Linked DNA regions of Mus musculus: region 2 is linked to region 1. The links are chromatin contacts, called in public HiChIP or PLAC-seq maps. All regions are on one chromosome and are shown on one strand. Each heading gives the region's core, a stretch centred on a gene start, on an enhancer-like site or on the middle of the called end of the contact. The rest is flanking DNA. Distances are from core to core; before and after follow the strand shown.

Evidence for each region. HiChIP or PLAC-seq counts read pairs in DNA pulled down with a chosen protein or histone mark.
Region 2: a contact with region 1 is called in a CTCF HiChIP or PLAC-seq map of the NIH/3T3 cell line, with 11 read pairs. The contact joins two enhancer-like sites. A contact is called at or near these places in 1 of 15 datasets of contacts at CTCF or cohesin (the NIH/3T3 cell line) and 1 of 484 Hi-C or Micro-C datasets (cranial neural crest).

What each region holds. Positions count from the first base shown.
Region 1 is chr17:14,607,881-14,614,601 of GRCm38.p6, forward strand. No RefSeq gene overlaps it. Among named protein-coding and RNA genes, the nearest start is that of Thbs2, 83 kb to the right of the region's middle. Within about 2 kb of position 3,126, at least 34 of the 459 cell types and tissues checked have an H3K27ac peak or open chromatin away from gene starts, as enhancers often do. A contact at or near this core is called in the NIH/3T3 cell line, where this site is marked.
Region 2 is chr17:14,879,663-14,886,383 of GRCm38.p6, forward strand. Wdr27 (WD repeat domain 27) reads right to left here. Exons shown (of 25, transcript NM_175173.3): 22 at 3,956-4,053. Among named protein-coding and RNA genes, the nearest start is that of Wdr27, 60 kb to the right of the region's middle. Within about 2 kb of position 2,894, at least 7 of the 459 cell types and tissues checked have an H3K27ac peak or open chromatin away from gene starts, as enhancers often do. A contact at or near this core is called in the NIH/3T3 cell line, where this site is marked.

The DNA.
Region 1 (6,721 bases), core at 1,876-4,375:
AGGCAGATGCGAAATGCAACCTGGAGGAGAATAGCAGCCTGCCTTGCAGCTCCCTTTCATGTCACACAGACTGCACATGTGCCAGCCCCACCCCTCCACACAGGTCACATAAAGAAGGTACACACACACACACACACACACACACCATATATAAATGTACATTTTTCTAAAATAAATCCCATTATTTTACCAATTATTTTTTATTTTAAGCTCTTTTACATGATATTAATATAACCCTTAGGTCACCTTAATTAACTGACTAAACCCTATTAAATAACCAAGGGTTATCACTTAATTGTTAGAAGTACGCCTACATGGTTTATAGTATGCACACATAGTACAGTGGGAAGCCAAGACATAGACATCTTAGGGTCTTCCCGATGAAAACAGTTACAGGAAAAGAAAAAAATACCAAAGAAAGAGCAGGTCTCATTTTATTATGGGTTGAACTTGATTTACACTGTTCAGATACTCGTAGAAAAGTCTCTGTAATGCCCTCTCTCATCTCCTTTGTTGTGATGGCTGCAATTTGATCTTATGAGCATGGTTTCTATAGCAATGTCTTGATTCCTCATTTTAACACTTCAGCCGTAAGAATTTCCCCATTGTTTAAGATGAATACTATGAGGTGACTCACATTGTTTAAGGCTGTTTCTGAGTTTTTAATGTCGACTTCAAAGAATATTTGATCATGGTTTTGGGAGAGAAAACTTGTATCTATCGGGACTGAGTTTTATTTCATTTATAGGCGTCTTTATTCTTGGCTGGACACACAGTCTTAAGAAGTCATACTTTTACGTCCATACTTCCCAAACTTTAGCCCCCTTACCACACTCTTTCAAAATAGGATTCTACTTGACTTTTCCAAACCTTCTTGTCAAGCTTGTCCACTCCTCACCTCACAGCTTTCTACATTTGCGGCTCTGTTGTTTAAGTTAGGCGATGCTCATCTACGGAGAGACTTACTTGTATAAAACACACTGGCCATGAGGCCTGGAGAAGCAGAGAAGCTCAGCCTCGCTCCTCCTGAGCTACCTCTATCCTTCCAGGCTCTGTCAGCTCTGTAGCTCGGTATCCCACTGCAGTCTCTCCCGGATATGTCCTCATCGGATTTCTATTCCCCTAGGGAAATCTAGTTTCCAACTTCACACAAAGGTCATAGTTGTCTCTTCTGCCTCCTGAGTTTCCATTGTGGTTTTCACTTTCTGAGTCAGTAACATGATTTTTGTGCTAACAGTGTATATGAGTGTGCCATTCAGTTGGGTATCCCTGTGCACTGGTGCTGGTATGTGAAGGGATGGTTTAGGACTGGTTTAGGGCTGTGATATCTGAGTCTGGAATGCATAAGGGAAGGAGCAGGTGATATTTGTAACAGGGTTTGTTTAATTCCCATGCCTGCTTTTTCAATAACTTCATTCAATTGTAGGCACCTATGAAATGAATTAGTATCGTTTCTTGTGTATTTTTAACTGACCCAATTATATGCCACTGAAGAGAATATAAAGCTCAGGGCTCCTAGGGTTTAGGCTCATCTAAACAAGGGAGCTAGTTCACATTATTCAATTATACTCAATATATGTTTCTTCTATATTCATATCTCCCAATGATCAGTTTAACTGAGTATGTATGTGTTATAATATGTGTATACCATGAAACCTGACCAGTTAATTTCATTAAATATCCATACAAGAGTGTTGGAATGGAGTATCTCACTTCAGTGAGAGCCAGGTTGAAGTGACACCAAATGCCTTGCCTTTTTATCTCTCTTTCTTTCTTCTCTTTTGAGTCATGAGGTATACCTGTGGGATTTCTCCCCAGCAGAGCTCATGTAACTCTACAAGTCCATTAAAACAGTCTGATTCACAACAAATCCTTAGAAAGACCAATGCTTTCTATAGTTATTATTAATATCACTATAATTATTTTACTATTATTTTTAAAATAATGTGTATTTTGCCTTATTCAGTAGATTGAAGCCTTCTCATTAAAGGCTGTTTCTGTCCTGACTAGCCAAAATACAGAGCCAGGCCTGTCTATCCATGTCTTGGCTTCACTGAAGCTTAAGACAGGGACATTGCTACAGGGACAAGGCCACTGTCATCCTTCCAGAGTTTTCTGAGTAGTTGCTACTGTCTCAGTAAGTCACATAACGATCATGGTGGCCCTATTTTGTGCACTGGGTCCCTGGACTATGAGTAACTGGGGCTCAAGATCCTTTAACTTAGCTCCCACACCTGCCAGTCTTTAGCACTGCACTGGGAACTTGTATAAAAGAAACTTTAAGGTATATATACACACAGATGCGCACACATACACACACACACACACACAAACCCTACATTATACACACATTACAGATACTGTCCATGCACACATACCCCATAAATATCATATGCACACACCCCCTATGTTCAATACACAAGCACCACATATATCACACACTACACACATGTACCACACAAACTACACAACAGATATACACACTACATATACACCACATATATTCTACCCAATCCACAAACATGACACAGTATAGCATACACAATACAATACATACACTCTCTTCACTTACAGGCCTCACACAATACACATAAATGACACACAAAATCAATGCCCATACTCCATATATAACACACACACAAACATATACATACAAACACACACACACACACAGAGATCACAATACACTCATAGACCACACATAAAACAGACACCACAGATATATCACGTACACTCAAACACATTTATTCCCACTTCATGCACAGCATTCCACAAGTTTAGCAACATTGACTGCAGTGTGGGCATCTCAGGATATATACATCCAATCATGTCATGTGCCTTGAATAAAACTCCGATGCTCCTTGTACTCTCAGCATAATAAAAACCAAATGTCAGATGCACACGTGTTTTCTGGGAGAAAGAAGTGGAGAGCTCGGGTCATGTTCTGAGCAATTTCTCTGAGGGTTAGCATGTGCCAAACTGGAGTACCTTAAAAGAAACAAGTCCTGGGCGCTTGCCTCTGCTGGTGGAGAAGGGCCTGCTAGCAAGGTTCAAATGCATAGGGCCCTGGACAGCCCTGGAGGAATTTGGAGAGCATTTGGGCCTGCTGTGAGTCAGGCTGAGGTCACTGTGTGGTGAGATGTGAATGGTGAGTCAACCTGGCTACCATCTGAGTCCAAACCCATCTTACCATCATGTTTTACAGCCTCATGTGGCTAGGATGTGGTGGCTGGGGCAGCCATTAGTTTTTTGACTTGGTGTAGCCACGCAGACTTCATTACATTCCATGATACACAGATAAGGTCTGTCAGGAACAATCTAGGCAACACATCCTGAGGAAAGGAATTTGATCTGAGGAGACCACAAATCCACTCAGACACCACTCTGCAAAACATGGTGTCAACACGCACTTCCACCATTCTCAAATGAGATATTGCACAGTGGTTCATGACATCTTTAGCAATATGGTAGAAATAAAGATGAGCTTACCAACCCAAGTCAATGTGACCTCAGAGTATCTGCCCTCTAAGAGCACAGGCTCTTAATCACTTCTGAGACTTACAACACACTGTATCACCAGCCAGGATGGAAAGTTAAGGGCCCCATTTTTTGTGAGCTCCAAATATTGATTAATAGATTTTAATATATAAAAACTGTGTGCTAGAAAGATGGCTCAGCAGTTAAGAGCACTGACTGCTCTTCCAAAGGTCTTGAGTTCAATTTTCAGCAACTATATGGTGGCTCACAACCATCTGGGATCCAGTGCCCTCTTCCGGTGTGTCTGACAGCTACTGTGTACTCACATAAATAAAATAAATAAATCCTTAAAAAAATAAAAATAAAAACTGTGTGCCTACTTGGGTCTCTGATCCTTTAACCTACACTAAGAGACAACAGTATCAAATGTTGTAAAACTGAACTACACGTGAAGCGTCTGTCAGCATTTCATGAGTAGCTCACCCTTGGAAGATATGTAGGTGGTAATCAGAAACAGAGCTATCCACACCCCAGTGTTATCCATTACCCTTTTAATCACAGGCCCTCCCCCTTATCTAGAAAGGATGTCTCCCATCTGAGTGCCTTAAACTATAGACACAGGTGTCACATGGCATCTGTCCCATTCTACAGAGTCCTACACTCAGCTTGATGCTAATGGCATGCATCCAAGCTTCACATGGCTTTCCTGTAAGTCAATATAATTTTAAAAAGACACCCTAGCTTACTGACCCATACAAAAGTTGATTGAAATACGATGTTTTCCCAGTCTAGAGCTATAACAAATAAAACCACCATCACCAAGCTTACATGTCTAGCAGGAATGGAGATGTTTTGATTTTAAGGTAGCAAAGAGCAGTGTATGCAGAATTGAATTATGCTTCTCCAAACTCCATCTGCACTACCAGAGTTGACCGACCACAAGTCCCATGAGAAGAACTTCTGTGCGTTCTTGTTCCTACCAGAACGGATGACATTCTAAAGGCACCCCCAAAACACTACAGCCTGGGACACCTGGTCTCTTATCTCTGTTCTCCATTAGAATAGAATTTAATCAGACTTGAACTCTCTCTGCCTTTATTTCCTTTGTGGGAGCATCCTGCCAGACACTTAGTGCATCTAACTTGATGCTGATCTCCAATCACACACCTAAACTCACTGAGACCTCAGGTTCCTGCTGGGCCCAGTCTACCTCATTGAACACTAACTTATTTTAGAGCACTTGTTTCCGGTCTGTTTGCCGCCGAGTTCTGGAGCTGCACACTGCCTCAGAAGGCATTCCGAGGCAGAGAGCGGCGTAGAACGCAGTGAGCAAAGACTCCTCCAGGGCTTATCCACAGACATCACCTGAAACACCAGCTTCCCCTGCTTTGGCCTCTGCTTTATCCTGTCATCTCCACCCACTGACCAGTTTCTCTTCCAAACACATTCTTTACATAAATTACTTGTGGTGCTAAAGACAGGTCCTTGGAGTGAAGTCTAAAGATGAGGCTGTACTCATTTTTATAATTGAGTTATAGCAGTTTTTTTTTTTTTATGTACAGCAGTACCAAGTTTACCACAGTGTGAAGAGTTTCCATCAACTCCACTGCTGAACTGTGGCTTCATGTAGTCTGTCATGTGAGATGACACTTCCCTGAAGGGTAGGTGTGAAGTGAGATCATGTATGTTAAAGGTGTGAAGTGAGATCATGTACATTAGAATGAGATCTGGTCCCATTTATCATACATATGTGTGTGTATCAAGTATGCTCATCATCACATTAAGGAAATGACCTCAATTCAGATTAATTTTGAGATAATCCTCTTGGAATTTCTTTATACTTAGAATTGAGACTGTATCTCTGAATAAAGATTTGCCTATCTTAGTTGGTGAAAACGATGTTTCGTCTTCTAAAGATTTTATATCACATCTTCTATTTTTGAGTTTTATTTTGATATTTACTTAAAGAAACCCTGCATCCATGTGGTACATAGGCAAAACATCCATACATATGAAATATAAAATTAATACATTTTTGACTGTCAGATGACCTTATATTAAAACATTTTCTCCTGTTGCTTCTTAAACAGATGACATCTCACTGCAGCAGTGCTGATGCCATCGATGGTGTTGTGAGAATGGCCACCATACAGACTGCAGTACCCAGGAGTTCCTTAATTGTTCCAGAAGGTTCTTTGGACAAAGGCTGGTGGCATCTCCTGGGCAACAGTGACAACTTCATTCAAAGTGACATTGCCACTGTGCTTAGTGTCCCTTGGAGACAATCCACCCAAAATTGTTTTTAGGATATGATTTGAAGAACAAGTCCCTTCAAATTTCCCTGTGTAGACACATGAGCAGAGCTTTGCCTTAGGCCCATGTTCAGATCCACCTGCCTTTGCCTGTCTCGCCCCTCACCTGTCTGCCTATGTGTTGGCTCCCGAGTCATAGCTGCCTCTGCACAGCAGCTCTTGGCGATCACAAGAAGAACAGGTCTTGTTGCTCCCCTGCCTGTCCAGGATCACCATAGCCAGACTGCAACCTCTGACCTTCCATACGCACCTTACAATTACTTCATCCACTTGAGCAGAGAAAGAAAAATTGATTGTATTATTGAGGATCATTATGCTAAATCTATAGTTTAATCCATGAGCATTATACAGCCTCCATGCTTGGCCTTTTGTCTCTCTGATATGGTGTGTTTGCCAGTTTTTTAACTTGACGTTTTCTTATTAAATTATACATTTAAAATGTCTTTCATTTTTAAGATTATAATATAATTCCATCATCTCTCCTTTGCCTTCCTCCCTCCAAACCCTCCCATATATGTCTACTTGCTTCCTTTTACATTTATGGCATCTTTTTAATTAATTGCATTACATGCATATACATATGTGTTATATATACATGCACATATTTATATACATACATATATGTCCTTTTCAGTCTGTATAAAGTTACTTGTATGTAAGTTTTCAGGGCTGTCCCTTTGGTATTGGATAACCAAGTAGTGTGCTCTTCCCTGGGGAAAGCTAATTCTCCCACTGTCAGCATTCCTTAGCTATCTGTACTCTTTCTGTAGGGTTGACTTGTCTTTCCCACTCCCATCCACATTAGCCTGTCTGTTGTCCCTGTTCAGCTCATGGTTCGACAGTCATGTTGGTAAGATGTTATGTGTCTAGCTTCTGACCTTCCCAGGAGACATAATATACAGTGCACTTACTGTTCCTCTGCCTCTCTCCAC
Region 2 (6,721 bases), core at 1,644-4,143, 270 kb after region 1:
CCATGAGTTTCCTTGTCTAAAAGAACAGGCAAGTGCCTCTGACACCCTGCTAAACAGTGACAGCCTTTAACACTCCTATCCAGGCACTACCTCTGTTTTTCCTTAGGAACATGCTAGTTTTAAGCTAAGATAAACATTTTGTCATTTTAAGAGAATATTAATAGATTTGATTCTACTGGAGGATTTATGAATAAATATACGATTCCACTAAAATGACATTTCTGCATCTATAGAGATGCTTAAATAATTCTATTTTTAATGTTGGTTATTAATGCATAAGTTTTTACTAGTAGATTTCTTAGTATTTGATCTTTTTGCATTTCTTGACATAAACCCATCTTGGTGTGATACAATGCTATCAACATGTTGGGTTCTATTTGTTCCTATTTCACTTCAAAATTATTCATTGATATTCATAAGCTAAATGAAGCTTTTCTCTGAAAGATTACAAAGTTTTTCATATCAATTACATTCACTGAAAAAGAATAATCAGAATACATTCTTTAGATATTTATGATTTGAAATGGATATTATTGAATATTGCTAGTCTTTAAGAGTCAATTAAAAATTCCCTGAACCTGCCACTTTCCTACAAAGGAACTCTTGAAATATTTCTCCATTTTCATTCTATAAAACTAGTCCTTTCCATTTACTTTTTCTTGGGGGGGGTGAATTTTGGCAGAGATTATGGAGGGAATTCCTTTCTATGGAAAACTATGCTGGATATGAGTCCCTCATTCAAGTGGGGTTCTTTACAATGGGACCTGCAGGAGTGGGTGAATACCATGATCAGAGGGTGAGTTGCATCCCTCTGGACTCTGGACACTTCTGATTTGTATCTTGTGAGAACAAAGCGGCTGGGGGACTGAGGCAGGAGGATTAACCTGAGCTATATAGCTAGGTCCTATTTTAAACAACCTCAAGGACGTCTCAGCATCCTCCAAACAGGAAGGTGCTGTGGGTTCTTCTCTTTAGATGTCTATGCTTCTTGAGGAGACTGAATCATTGTAGTTTTGGATACATCACAAACAGATGTGGTAAATGTTTAAATTGTTCAGTGAGGACAATTTACAAGTAAAAAGATATATACTTGCTTTACATTTATGTATTACTGAGTATCTGCTATATACCAGGTGAAAGAAATACAGAGTTGGGGCTGTATACAGAGATGGCTCAGCGGGTAAGAGCACCAACCGCTCTTCCGAAGGTCCTGAATTCAAATCCCAGCAACCACATGGTGGCTCACAACCATCTGTAATGAGATCTAATGCCCTCTTCTGGTGTGTCTGAAGACAGATACAGTGTAATTAGATATAATAATAAATCAAAAAAAAAAGAAAAGAAAGAAATACAGAGTTACTTTTTACTCTTTGGCCAATGCTCTTGTCCTTATTGAAAAAAAAAAAAAAGTCCATTCTTCTCACTTAAACCTCCAGTGATTCTTTTGTTAATCTTCAGGCACGGTTTTTGCATATGTTTTTTCATATAGAACATACAGATATACATAATAAAAGACTACAAATCCACTGATTTGAAGGTTGATTCTCAACCTTCCTAATGCTATGACCCTTTAATATGGTTCCTCATATTGTAGTGACCCCTTAACCACAAATTATTTTGTTACTACTTCATAACTGTAATTTTGCTAGTTATGAACTGTAACACAAATACCTGATATGCAAGATATCTTTCAGCCTACAGGTTTAGCATTGCTGCTCTAAATGCTGTCTGAAAAGCAGAACAATGACCATCACTCCATTCTAACGTGATAAAAGAACAACCAATGCGCTGGATCCCTTCCTTTCTGTGACAGTGGGATCCTGTGCTGCTTAACTGCCAAACACTCGTTTCTGTAAAAAGCCACAGCGCTAGGATATAAAACACCACATAGGAAGTCAACCAGGGACCGTCTCAGAAAAACACTTTTCTTTGCTTATGTTACTTGAATGCAAAGTGTCAATCACAAAGGGCTTGTAAGAAATGATGGTAACCTCAAACAAAAGTATAGTCAATGATGCATAAGTCTTCAAAGCTTCCTAGTAAAGTTTGCCATTGTTTTGAAACTAGTTTGGCTGTATTCCAGAGACACTAATGAATGGTGGATAAAGTGCCTTTACTTATGTTGTGTCTTTTCTAAGCTGTTCTTTTTTTTTTTTCTCCATGATTTCAGTGATCATTGATCTTAATTTGCATCTCCTCAAGAAGAAATGCACGTATCTTGCCATCCTGATGTTCTGTCCTGCTTGCTGACAGTAGTCTCTTTCTTCTCCCATGGGAGCCTGAGCATGTTTTGGAGACTATGTTAGGGGCTGGGTTAGAACCAGGAATGCTGGCACCTGCACTACCCTGCACCAGTACCTCATAAGCATCCCTCAGCTCAGACCCAGGTTCTTGCTTAGGTACCACCATCTTGGTGCCTCATGTGACCCTCAATATGGAACTTTATGAGGACACTTTATAGGAGACAAGTGACCATCAAGTGACCTTTCAGATAAAGCAATTTGAGGCACACAGTGGAGGAGGAGGGAGGGGCAGCATAGTTTCCAGCCAAGGAAACTATGAGAGGTCTCATGAGAGAGCTGGCCTCCTCTGTGGGCTTAGCCTCCAGCTATGTGGCAATGTGTTGCACAGTCCTGGGACACTCTAAGATCTCTGAGTTCCCAATCTGCAGGAGATATGGATCTGGCATAGAGGAAAGGTGGAGAGGAAGAGAGGCAACTACACAGGGAGAAGCATGCAGTTCTCTGAGACAGGGAATGCCTTGTTACACATGAGCTGCACTGAAGTGTAACACTTGATGCCATCACCTTGTCGCTCCTACACCACACATTACAGTCGTTCATGGAGCATGTACCCATGTCTGGGATGACTAATACATGGAGAAATGAGTGATACATGTGAGAGTGTATTGTGACTCAGTAAAAATGAGCCGTTCGCAATCACAGCTTACTATTATGGACTTCTAATGCTGGGTAACTGCCTTCAAATACTGTCAGACATGAAACAGATTTTTATCCCAGTACTCAATGGGGCTCAAGGTCTTTTTGATACCACCACCTAGAAACCCTACAGAGCAGGCACACATACATACATGTCTGTCCTCCGCACCACAAGCCATGAGCCTTCCACAAGGACTAAAAGCAACTCCACAAGGGTAAGAGCGGTTTGGATGCCCCTCAAAGCAGCGCACACACCTGCAAGGGGACAGAGAAACAGCTGGGCAGAAAGTGCTTGCTACAGCTTAAGACAAATTAAAAAATACCAACACATCTCCCTTTACAAAATCAACAAGCTACTATCTACAAAACCAAAGCTTTCTTGGATGTCTATGTATGTGCTGAGACTCAAACCCACAACTTTTTCCATCCTAGACACTCTACCACTGAACTACATCCTTGAAAAAAACTTCATATTGAGAATTATTAAATGGTATAGAGTTAAGGGATCTTTAAAATAATTTAAACTCTTTTTTTTTCAAAATTAATAAATTCCTACAGATGACAAAACTAAGGGTGAATTCACCTTTATGTAGGAGAAATGTTAAATAAGCATTTTCTGGATATTATAAATTTTTCAAACCGATTTTATAAAATCCCAAATGATATAGAGAAAGAGCCCACAGCTTTAGGGGAGGTGTAGGACTCTAATAAGAGGACTGAGTACCTCCAACTTAGCAAGTACCACATCCGGGTCTGGCATGGCTGTAGCTATAGTGTAATCGCCACCTCTCACATCTCTGACTCTCAGAAGCTGCATGTGGTGGCCCTCAGAGAACAGACTAGCACCCATGCTCCACCATCCCAAAGTGACTGCGTCAAATCTGTATAGGAGGCAGTCTTCTCCAGAGCTTAGAGACTAGTCACAGCCTTGTGTTCTCTGTAACAAGGGTCAGGTTGCATCCCCAGCTCAGCTCCAATTTCCCTCAGGGCAGTGCCGTGATGCAGGCTGGCCTTACCTCAAGTTCCTCAAGTCCCACAGTCGAATCCCATCACCAACAGCTGCCGTCAGGAAAAGATTATATGCCAGGGAATGCTGGGCTACAAAGGATGATCCCTGTAATCAGATAGGGAAAATCAAAAGGTAAGAGCTTTCTGAACATCTTACTTAATTTGGGAGGGGACGCACGCCACAGTGCATGTATAGTCATCCCTCTGATACCTGGCAGGAGTTGGTTCTCTTTCTCCACCATGCAGGGCCTTGGGATCAGACTCACATCTTCCTCAGGCTTAACCTCAAGCACCTTTACCTGGTAAGCCATCTCCCAGACCCTAAGATAAACTTGTAAAGACTACTGACACCTAACAATACTGGAATCTAAACCCAGAAGTCAACATAACCTTTCTTAAATTGATAGCTTTAGAGTAGGACTTAAACCTTCCATGTAGCCATGAATAGCACAACCACCTATGTAGATAACAGAGTGCACGTGCAACAAGGTTGATGTCAAGTATCTCAGCCTACGTAACTGTGCTCTGTGACTAATGATGTGATTCTCAGAATACAACCCCAGGCTGAACAACGCCAGCTAGCAGGGTAACTAAGCAAGAACACTCTAACCTTAATATCGACTGCGTGCTTACCACACTCAATGCCACTGAGAACCACAGAACTAGAAAACAGCAACAGATAAAAGACTAAGATATTTGCACACCATCATATTTACACACCAGTAAATTTGCACACCAGCATGTTTACACACCAGCATGTCTGTACACCAGCATGTTTTCTCACCAACATGTTTGCAAAACAGCACATATTGATCATAATCTTTATTCAATAAATTATCTGGATGCCACCCATGGCACGAAGAGCACTGAGCCACTTGCAGTTGTCATATGTCAAGAACACCGAGCTGCACCTTGGCAATCAAACACATGACTATGTACCACAGGACTCGGCAAGTCACTAGGAGTAAAGACTCAGCAAGTCTGGGCGTTGATATTTGATGACTCTGGTGGTCTCCCAGAAGAAAGATGGCTGTGTAAAACAACTGAGCACCACCAGAGAAGCCATTTAGCTCAAAACATTCTTCAAACACACTGTAATTCATAAGACTACTTGAAATACTATAACAAACTAAATATAAGATGGACCTAGAAGTCATTCTTCATTTACAAACAGGAAATTAAAGCTTACAGTAGGTTCAGTGGTAACAAGCCACACTCTAAGGATTAACTGTGCCAGACAGCATTCGTACACTTCTTTAGCCCTTCATCCTTTTAGCAAACAAACCACTCAGTCTCCATTTATAGTCAAGAAATCAGATCCATGGTGGTATCATAGCTGTGAAGCTCACTTTAGTTAAACCTAGAGCTATCTCGAAGCAAAGCCTAACTGAAGGACTGCCCAGAACAGATTGTCCTGTGACGTGTCTTGATTGATAATTGGTAGAGGAGAGCCCAGCTTGCTGTAGACAGTACCATTCACAGGGCATGTAGTCCTGGGCTATGTAAGAAAACTGGCTAAGCATGAGAGTGCCTATACTCCATTAAGAAATACTCCACCAAGAAATACTCCACCATGGTTTCTACTGACTTTCTTGGCTGATTTAATGAGTTTCCTGGTCAAGAGTAAGGCTGTGTGGAATAAGCAGGCCTGCCTCAGGTTCACCCATGAGTTCCTGCCTTCTCTCAATGATGGACAGTGTCTGGAAGTATAACCCAAATAAATCTTTTCTTCCCCTAAGTTGTAATTATCAGTATTTTATCCATAGCAACATTAAGGAAACTAAAATACTTGTTAAGTGTTCTTAGAACACTTTTTAAATAAAGAAGAAATATCTGATATAATTCTAAGATACCAACATACATTAAGACAATATTTTCAATCTAAAAATAAATAATTTTATGATATAATACACAGCAATAGAAAAGTCTGGCCATCAACCTAGATCAGGGGAGTTCTTATAAATATAGAAGAACAGTGAATTAAAGCCTACTTGCCCAGCTTAACACTGGAAGGCATCCTTAGAACTTGGCTGTAGGTGGTACATGGGAACACTCAAGAGAGGCCTCACTGGCCCTGACTGGAGTGACCACTTTAAGTCCTAAGCTTCACAGAGTGAGAACTGGCCTACTTTATACTTAGTGAAATGTGATATTTGGGTCAAGTATGACCTAGATGTGTCTGTGCTTGGACTTGAAGGGCCTCATAAACCACAGCACCCACATGGCTGTGGTGAGTCTGGCTGCTCTGATGTACTCTGTGTCCATGTATGAAAATTTAAGAGGCATCTTCAGAAAACAAGCCACTAAATATGGTGCCAGCCTCAGTGACCTCATACTCTCTCCCTGCATTCCATCATATGTTTACTTTCGGGAAGTTAAACCAGTTATTTCCCCATTAAAAATAAAAAAAGAACTGTTTTTCCTAACATAACACCTCCCATTTAAGAGCACACTACAGTGGCTCTCAAAGGATTGTCAGTCCACGAGGCTACATGGGTAGGCACTTGAGCACACAGCAGTCACTGCACAGAAGCATGCAATAGCCTTCAAGCCTCAGGCAGACACATTCCATGGGACGAGTCCTCAGAGAAAAGCATGCCTTGAGCCATCACCCAGGAAGGGAACGAGCCAGGCCATGCTTCCTCACACCCTTGAAGGCCTGCAGGCCTGCCCTATAATATGGGGCAGCATCACCAAATCCTCTCAGAACCACTTTGACACTGATGCAGACACAACCCTATTTCAGAGCCTGCCACTGTCCCAGTGTCCTATGA